Linked DNA regions of Drosophila melanogaster: all the other regions are linked to region 1. The links are chromatin contacts, called in public Hi-C maps. All regions are on one chromosome and are shown on one strand. The core of a region is the stretch at or near the end of the contact, and the rest is flanking DNA. Distances in the headings are between cores, read along the strand shown. Region 1 holds the start of Spn (Spinophilin). Region 2 holds the start of Non2 (Novel nucleolar protein 2). Region 3 overlaps Svil (Supervillin).

Region 1 (2,933 bases), core at 187-2,686:
GGAAGCGGGAGTGGAGAATAAGGAGCACAACAGAGGGAAGTCGTTGAAATTAAATACGGTTTGTAACCAGAAATTCCGCAACTAAAAATAAACAAATGAGAAAAAGAAGCGCAGAGCACGCGACGCACAAAAGAGGGTGAAATTGTACCCGCGAAGAGCTGAGTTTAACAACAATATAATGTTCTTGGCCTCGCCAGCGATTTTTTATTGAGGAAATAGTGCAAATAGAATTGTGATTTCTGCATATTTGCATAAATTGCGGCCACTCGCAGAATTGCAAAACAAAGAACGGCGATAAATAAGGCCAAAACAACGATAGCGAAATTATCAGAAGAAACCCACACATGCAAACAGAACCTAAGACAACAAGAGAAAAACAAAAGTCACTTGCTTTCGTTTTGTTTTGTTTTGTTATGTTATGGTTTTTTATCACCCAGTCTCCATCTCGCTCTCGCTCCCCCTCTCTCCCGCTTCTCTTACTCATTCCCACCCGATCGGAGTTGCATTTTGCGATCAACGGTTCTTTGGTTGGGGCATACTTCCTGCTCGCTCGCACCTACGCGAAAAGGCTCTGCGAAACCAGTTATTAAAAGCCATAAAAAGGAGAACCGTTTAACTGTTTAAGTGTCCCATGTTGGTTTTTTCGCCAGGTGTCTGAAACTTCGCCAGCTGTTGGCCGAAACTATTTTCGTATTTTCGTGTTTCGCTCGCAATTCTGCAATTTGCAATTGTTTTTTCGGGGGTTTTTTGCTGTCCTGCTTCTGCGCAGAGGGTGCAAGCAGGACGACAGGACTCGAACTCACACACACCCCTAAAAATGCCGCTACTCCAAATGCAATTTCATTGTTTTACCGTTGTATTTGCACTAAAATCGGAACCTGAATTTAATGGCGATTTCGTTTCAAAATATTTGCGTACACCCGGAATTGTGTGGCACCCACACCCCCAATTTACACTTCGTATTTCGTTCAACTCCGGCGCAGCTTCGTTTTGCTCTCTATATACAGCTTCATTGCGTTTTTTTTTATTAAATTTCTTTGCGCAAAAGGAGTGGCGTTGTCCAGGATTTTTTCACACATACACATGGACCTTATACACATATAGTCGGCGTCTTTTTATTTTCATTCGCACTGTTTTGTACTTTTTTCCGGCACATTAGCTTTTCGCCAAACTCCATTTAACACTCCTTTGCTGGGATTTACCTTTAAAAAGCTTTTTGTTTAGCCCTTTCGGTATACACAAATCCTTTTTTTTAAATACTCGCGACCCGGAATACTCGAATATATCCTATTTCGAAGGACGTTAATTGTACGATGAAAAAAATCACTCGATCATCATATGAACTCAGTACCCGCGGCAATTTATACTTATTGTTGATATTTTTGCAGCGGTTAAACTCGCGACGAAAACGCGTCCGTTTAGCTTGAATTTCGGGCCGATTTTGGTTTTGCTTTGTTTTTTTAGAGCTGGTACGATAGGAGACGACTATTCGATACTATCGGTGAATTGTTTTGGCGCTATGGGTTTTTAATTCTCGATTCAAGTGCGGTCTCACTGATAACTTGCTAATAATATTCGATTTATTCACTTATATTCGAGCAATCAGCGCTACATTTCAAAAAGTTTGTGTTCTAAACTGGCATTGCTTTGGCCATTTTACGAAATTCAAATTTATTTTTCCTTAGGAAACGCACAACGCTTGAAAATGCAGCTCAATATTTAATATTTAAAGAGCTTAAGTTTTTAAGAAAATTATAGTAAATCTGTATTATTCACTTTAGGTCATTTGTAAGGTAATGTAAAAACTAGCAAAGACTCAAACCAGTAGAAAGCTCTCTACATTCATGTTAAATATTGAAATATTCGTTTGGTGACCGAATTTTAAAATACCTTTTGTATTAAAATAACTTCTTAATAATAAATACCAACCGGCAAATAAAATGCGGATCTTTTGTTGTATTTTTTTTTTTTAATTTTGAGATTATATATATATAATAATTAGATTTACATTCATTTCTGTACCATTTTACTTGTTTTATTTTAGAAATAAAGTAAGCATTTATTACTAATTCTTTTATTTTTTTTTTTTGTTGCTTTAGACGTGCATGTTGGTGCACTTATCTTTCCATTTTGCTTGGATGAACATTACTAAATACGGGGGCGTACAATCAGTTTATAACACAAAAACAAACAATATTTTAAATATACTTCTTCATGAGACTTTTTCGTGTGGAAGAGAAGGGAGTGGGGCGAAATCACGCAAACAACATAAAATAAGGCAGAATTAGTGTTTCATTGGGGACATTGGAGTGTGTGCCAGTTGGGGACAAGATTCTTCTATATGCACTCGATATAGAGATATTGCAACGTGACCACTTTTGATATTGAAGCTAGTGAAAACACAAAGAAATGCACACAGTACAAAAAGCGGAGATGGTTATCAATTTTAACATGCTACGATTTATAGAATTTTGGTTTAATTTCCCTCCTCGATTCGTTCATCCGTTATTTTTGCTTTTGTTTTCATCATTCTCTTGGCTCTGTATAAAAGTTCAGTAAAAAATGCAGCTTAACTAGGTTCTCGTTTTGTAATTCCCTCCAATTTCGTTATTAAGGTAGCTCTCCTCGCAAACGACGTGGTGCGTTTCTATACTTCCATTGGATTTCCTCAATTGTTGCAAGCTTGCTTGGGTTTTGTGTTGCTTTCGGCTTTATTTTACATTAATCAATTATTTACTTGTTTATCACTTAGTTTTTACAATGGCGTTTTATGTGGGTTTTGTTTGCTTTGCTTTGCTTCGCTTCGCTTCGATTTCCATTTGCATTTGCATTTGCATAAAATGTATAAATTTCCTCTGCTCTCTCTCCACTAACACGTATTTATCAGAAACGCACAAATAAATTCTATTTGATAATATCAAGAACAAAAACTA
Region 2 (2,933 bases), core at 196-2,695, 210 kb after region 1:
GTATTTTTATCAGTTTTATAGTTACATACTAATATGTATGTATTGATGTACGTATGTATGTGCATATCTCACCAAACACTTTTATCGTTGCCGGGTAATTCATTTACAGAATTACTGGATCTAATGCCTTTTGCCCACGAAACTGACTCAGTAGAAATAGAAATAATAAAAAACAATAATAAATTTGTGAGGCACAGTACAGTCAGCCCACCTATAAAATTCACTGCATTCATGCGAGAGACCACTGTATAAAAAATTTTTAAATTTCGCGTTATATGTTATACTGTACGCTACAGATTTCTTTATTTAGTTCAATATTTATTTCCAATCATAAAACGTAAGTTAAGGAGAGCGAATATTCCAATTGGAAAAAGGGCGTCGCAGTCTCGAGCAAAAGAAGACAACAAAAGCCGTCGAAACGCCGGCAAAACAAAGACGCGAAGCAGCGGCACAAAGCGGAGTAGCGAAAACCGACGAAGAGGAGCCATTGAGAGATGGGAAAACTTGCGAATCTCTGGCTAAAAGCGAATTAAAAGCACCAGATAGATATACATAAATGCAATTAAATAAAGGGGGCCTACATGAGAATTGCAGCAAAAATCAAATTTGGACGGGAATCTCACGCACATCACACGCACTAAACTCGCACACACGCTCATTTATATAAATAAACAAAAAAGAAGCAGAAAAAATAGCAAAATTACCTCAGCGCACGTTGCTGTTGTTGTTGCCGTGGTTGTGTGTGTGTGTGTGTGTGTTGTAGTTGTTGCTGGTATCTTTTATATATATTGTTATTGTTGCTGCAGCTGCTGAAATCGCAGCGAATATCGCGACACGTAGACGGCCAACGTTAAAGCCAAGAACTTATTGTACATCGGAGAGGCGTTGTCGGCGCGGGGCGAACTTAAGTCGGTTGTTAAATATTATTTTAACAAAGTTTTTAACAAATACGCGACGTTTTTAGAGCTGGTACAAGAATCGATGTTTAACTGAAACTATCGATAAGCCAACAGCTTAGTACTGATTTGGGGTGACCAGATTCAATGCAATTTTGAATCAATGACGATTGACAATCGATAGCACTTTAAGCAAATACAAGAGTAGGTACAAAGTTAGGCAAATTAAAACCATAAACATATATTAAACTGCATATGAAAAAGTAAAACCATATCCATTAATCAATTTTAGATGAATAATTTAAAGACTTTGGCGGTGAGACAGATTTTTGGACATTGCCAAACCGAACCACACCGTTTATTGCCTTTATAAATCAGTATTCTTTTAAAAAACCTCATTATTAAGAAGTGCAATGGATCTAACACACGCATCGCAATTTTTAAAAACAAAAAATAAATACATATTCCTTAATGTTGTCGAAATCAGTTGTAAAGTAAACTTCCACATACCTGTCATCTAGCTAGATTCGACAGCACTGCCGCATTAATCGAAACCGATAGGAGCTCTCATCAAGTAGCAACCCTATAGAGACGCCGGGACTTGGTGTAAAGAAAAAACGAAAAAGATTTGTCTTTTTAAGCGCCGCAAAGAATCCGGAAAAACGTGAATATACCACCGAAAACGGATCTCCGGTAAGTTGAAAATGACTGGGATTAGGTTGTGCGTACAATGGAATAACTGAAAATGCCCACAATGTGACCCGCAGGCTGAAACCCCTACGTGTAGCGCAGGAAAACGAGGAACACCACGAACCAAGATGTCGGACATCTCCAGCGAGGACCTGCGTCGTGAAATTCAGGCGGTTCTGAAGGACGCCGATTTGGCGACCATTTCGGCAAAGAGGGTGCGCGAGCAGGTGGAGGGAAAGCTGAACTGCTCGTTGCTGAGCCGCAAGAAGGAGTTCGACAAGATCGTGATGGAGGTGATCAACGAGCAGCAGGACGAGGAGGACGAAGACGATGACGAGGGCAAGGATCCCGATGCCGATCCCGACGATGAGAGCGAGCCCAGCGAGGAGGAGGACCCCAGCAGCAGCGAGGAGGAGGCCGCCAAGAAGAAGAAGCAGAGCCCCAAGAAGAGGCCACAGCCCACGAAGCACAAGGCGCCCAAGAAGAAGCGCAAGACCCTAAATGCCGACGATTCCGGCACCGAGAGCGATGCCGGCTCGGACTCGGACTACGAGGTGGTCAAGAAGCCGGCGGCCAAGAAGAAGGCCAAGGCGGCCGGGGGAACAGGATCGGGACGTAAGAGCACCGGCTTCACACGCGCATACAATCTATCACCGGAACTGAGCGCCCTCATGGGAGAGTCCTCCCTGCCGCGCCACGAAGTCGTGAAGAAGGTGTGGGCCATCATCAAGGAGCGCGATTTGTACGACCCCAAGAACAAGCAGTTCGCCATTTGCGACGACGAGCTGATGAAGGTGATGAAGATCCGCCGCTTCCGCACCTTTGGCATGCTGAAGCATCTCAAGCCGCACTTTCTCGATTAGATCAGATCCGCCCTCCGATCCTCTCCAGATGCAAATATATGTGTATGCCTCTCCGCCAGCCTGGTTTACCAATCCCCTGTAACTTTCGGCTCCGCCTGGATTTGTTTGTTCCACAACCTTTGATTAAGATTTAGTTGACGCATGTGTTTAGCATTACCCTAATTAGGACGGGTTTGCACATTATGCACTTTACGGCATTTTAGGAATAGTTCAGATGAACGGAAAATTACAAAAAAAAAATCGATTATAATACATAATGTGTATGATTTTTTTTATGACAAACTCGTGTAGTTTACATTTTATAAAATATCAAAGAAAAACATAACAAGTTTAAGGCAAGTACCGAGTAATAAAAAGAGAAATAGACGAGTGATGCATCTGAAAAATACGAAAGCAACTTTTCCTGGTTTTCATTTCGACGGGGCTGCTGGGGGAGAAATCAATCAGTGGAACAGATCTAATTGCTCAATAAAGAATCCCTTTT
Region 3 (2,933 bases), core at 127-2,626, 130 kb before region 1:
GTATTTTGAATGGCTCGATAGGCGCCTTAAATTTATGCACGGTCGTGGGAAAATGTTGGTGGAAATGGAACTGGTTCACTCACAGAAACGCTATTAACTTGGCCCAGGGGAAGGCGACCCTTCACGATGGCATCATCAGCGGTTGGCTTAGTCACAAGTCAATTATCGGTTTATTTAGCAGCAGCCTAATTCAATTTGCAAACAATCAAATTTGATTTTCGCATTTCCGTGAACATTTTCCCAGGCCCAGCCGCCAATTGCAGCAGATTTGCTTGCATTCATGAATCATTTTCCGAACGCTTTGCTATCTGCTCGTGATTTGCGCTCAATTTGCAATTCATTCATTTCATTTTTTTGTTTTTAGCTGATTAGCAACATTGTTTTAGGCAGTAACTTATAAATAAAACACGGAGATCAGAAGTTTCAAGCAGTTTGTTGAGCATTTTGATTTCACTAAAATGAATATGAATGATTTAAAGTCACTTTAATATTAACTTGATATTTTAACATAATAATACGATGGCAAGGGGACTCCTGTGCCTAAGTGCAATGCATCGCCTAGTCATCACAAAGTGCACTTTTCTCACTTTTCGTCACCTTCAAGGGCCACGTAATTTGCAACGTGCATTGACGCTGAAATTTCAATTGAAAGCAACAAAAGACGGCTCGCAGAGGGGGAAAAAACGGCCAGAAAAGCGAAAAATAAGAATGAAAATATAGCAAAAATGGTGATGGTAGTATAAACAAAATATAAAAAATAAACGTGTAAGGCAAACTTGACCCTAATACTCGGGAACGTTGCAAAAAATAAATATTGTGAGCCAAAAACAAAGCGCCTTGTTAGATAAGAGTTTTAGTGTTTTCCGCTAAGGTAGGCACACCAATTTCATGGATAAATAAACCGAACCAATAATGACATCACTTTATCGGACTTTGCATGTCAAGTGCTGGATGTAGGAAAGATTCTTTTATGGCGAAATTGAACAACGCAATCTCTCCTTGAAACAAACAACTAAACTAAATAATTATTAAAGCGCCCAAATCTTTGCCTTTAATGGCCAGCGGCCTTTTGTATGTTAATTTCCTGCATTCTGCATGATTTATTATTTATTCAACACTTTGGCTTATGCAAAATCCATTTACAACCGCCCACATAAATAGTTTAATCCCTAAACTTGCAAAAATAAAAAATCCAAATGAAAAAGTACCACAATTTATTTCCGGCGCCCACAGCAAAAACTGTTTACTCGCTTAACGATGTCGCTGTTCGAAAAAGGCTAGGGGAAAAAGTTGTGGTTCTTTTTGTCGGGTGTTCACTGTCGGCGGTTAGATGTCAGCAATGTTCGTCAGTCCGTCAACGGATAACCACATGGCACCCACGTCATCATCAGCATCATCAGTGGCCGAGAGTTATCAGTCCAGGGATTGCTTATCTGCAAATAGAAATGTACTCAAGGAGAATTCACCGGGGGAGGCAACGCTCCGGTTGATGTGAGTTCATTAGCAGGTTCTCTGAAATTGCAATCTATCTAACTTGAATACTTGGAAATAATAAGCCGTACTTTGAGCTATTTTACATACTAACTTCATTTCATTAAGTTTCTATTCTAATGAACGTAGTTATTGGTAATAAAAACTACCAAGGCAGCGCAAATCAACACTTAGCTGCAATTTGCTGAAATTTTCCCCACTGATTTGCCTGGATATCCTGTTTGGCTGTTCCAGAAAGCTTCTGCTCTTGCCATGCGCCGCAAATTAAATATAATTTAATTGTGATTAAATGGCACTGCGCAATTATGCTATAACATTGTTGATCAAGTTATTTCTTCAGCAATGCCAGCTAGTTGCTTCCTCTGCCTCGGGTTTTCTTGTTTTTCCCCTGTTTTTTTTTTTCGTTTTCTGCCCGGCTAATTTACTTTGCGAGCTGCCTGTCATGGCAACTGCATTTGGTGTCTCTGGCTTGTCGCTTTGTGTCTGTTTAAGTGCACTCTTCTCCATCGCCGTCGCCATGCATCACATGCACATTGTATAAACTACAAACTTAAACTAAAACTCATTGCTCATTCTGGCGCTGCTTTAATTGTCTTGGCTAATTGCGCCAAAGTGCGAACAAGGCGGGCATTTGCAACGACAGCTTGGATTGGATGGGCCCGTTCAATCTGAATGATGGCACCAAGTTAGTTGCCCGACGGCCAACGCGTTCCATTCGATGGCTTGATTACTTGCCCCGCGGCCATCTCCCATGCTGCACTGCATCCCAGCCTTGACGGCGTGAAAACCGCTATCAAAATGGCCCACCTGCGACCTTGTGCTCGCCCACTTTCCATTTGATGCCATTCCGCCCACTCGACTCGAAAAAAAAACAGGCTCCTGGTGGGATTCACTGGGATCTGGTTGAACATGGAAAGAAAAACTAGAGTTTTTCGAAAGAAATATTTAACTATAAAATGGAGTTCCAAGTGGAATATCTACTCTGTATGTATGCGGTATCCTTAAATATCTAGTTTTAAAGTATATATTTAAGTACATTCTTTAAGATATCTATATGTTGATTTGCACGTGCATCCTGTCGTTGGTTTCATCTTGACGCCTTTTAAACCGGTTAAATGGGCGTGGCTGGTATTGACATGGTTTTCCTGGCAGCCGCCTACCTCGTCTCGTCTGTGAGTAAAAGTAGGTTGCTGCGGTCAGGTGGCATCAGGTGTGCTTGCAACTAATCCACTTTCATTGCTAAATAATGCGTTCTGTGGCTGCGCCACTAAATGTTATTCACATTCTAGCCCCCTACTTTTACACTTCCCAGTGGCTGTCAAACTGCGAGTGGCAAAGTGGTGAAGTGGAAAGGGCGCAGCCAGTGATGGATGAAAAGGTCGATAAACCAAAAAGCAAACACTTTTATGGTTTGTTTGGTCTCGTCTTTACTTGGCTTGCGT

Evidence for each region. A called contact is a pair of places that touch in the nucleus more often than the background predicts.
Region 2: a Hi-C map of the Kc167 cell line shows a contact between it and region 1, with 1.7 times the contacts expected there. A contact is called at or near these places in 2 of 107 Hi-C or Micro-C datasets (the Kc167 cell line and the S2 cell line) and 2 of 7 datasets of targeted methods (both in the Kc167 cell line).
Region 3: a contact with region 1 is called in a Hi-C map of the Kc167 cell line, with 2.5 times the contacts expected there. A contact is called at or near these places in 8 of 107 Hi-C or Micro-C datasets (the Kc167 cell line, the Ras3 cell line, the S2 cell line and 2 more) and 2 of 7 datasets of targeted methods (both in the Kc167 cell line).

Annotation. Positions count from the first base shown.
Region 1 is chr3L:2,552,856-2,555,788 of dm6, forward strand. It overlaps Spn (Spinophilin), which reads right to left and starts at 1,437. Exons shown (of 16, transcript NM_001259642.1): 1 at 1,203-1,437. msn (misshapen) reads right to left here. Exons shown (of 18, transcript NM_206252.3): 18 at 1,992-2,933.
Region 2 is chr3L:2,765,554-2,768,486 of dm6, forward strand. It overlaps Non2 (Novel nucleolar protein 2), which reads left to right and starts at 1,446. Exons shown (of 2, transcript NM_139488.4): 1 at 1,446-1,589; 2 at 1,664-2,839. The coding sequence starts at 1,715. The coding sequence ends at 2,449. Mrtf (Myocardin-related transcription factor) reads right to left here and starts at 983. Exons shown (of 5, transcript NM_001259651.3): 1 at 705-983. It overlaps AhcyL1 (Adenosylhomocysteinase like 1), which reads right to left. Exons shown (of 3, transcript NM_139489.2): 3 at 2,913-2,933.
Region 3 is chr3L:2,423,110-2,426,042 of dm6, forward strand. The region is part of intron 2 of Svil (Supervillin); the gene reads left to right. Among named protein-coding and RNA genes, the nearest start is that of CG32299, 34 kb to the left of the region's middle.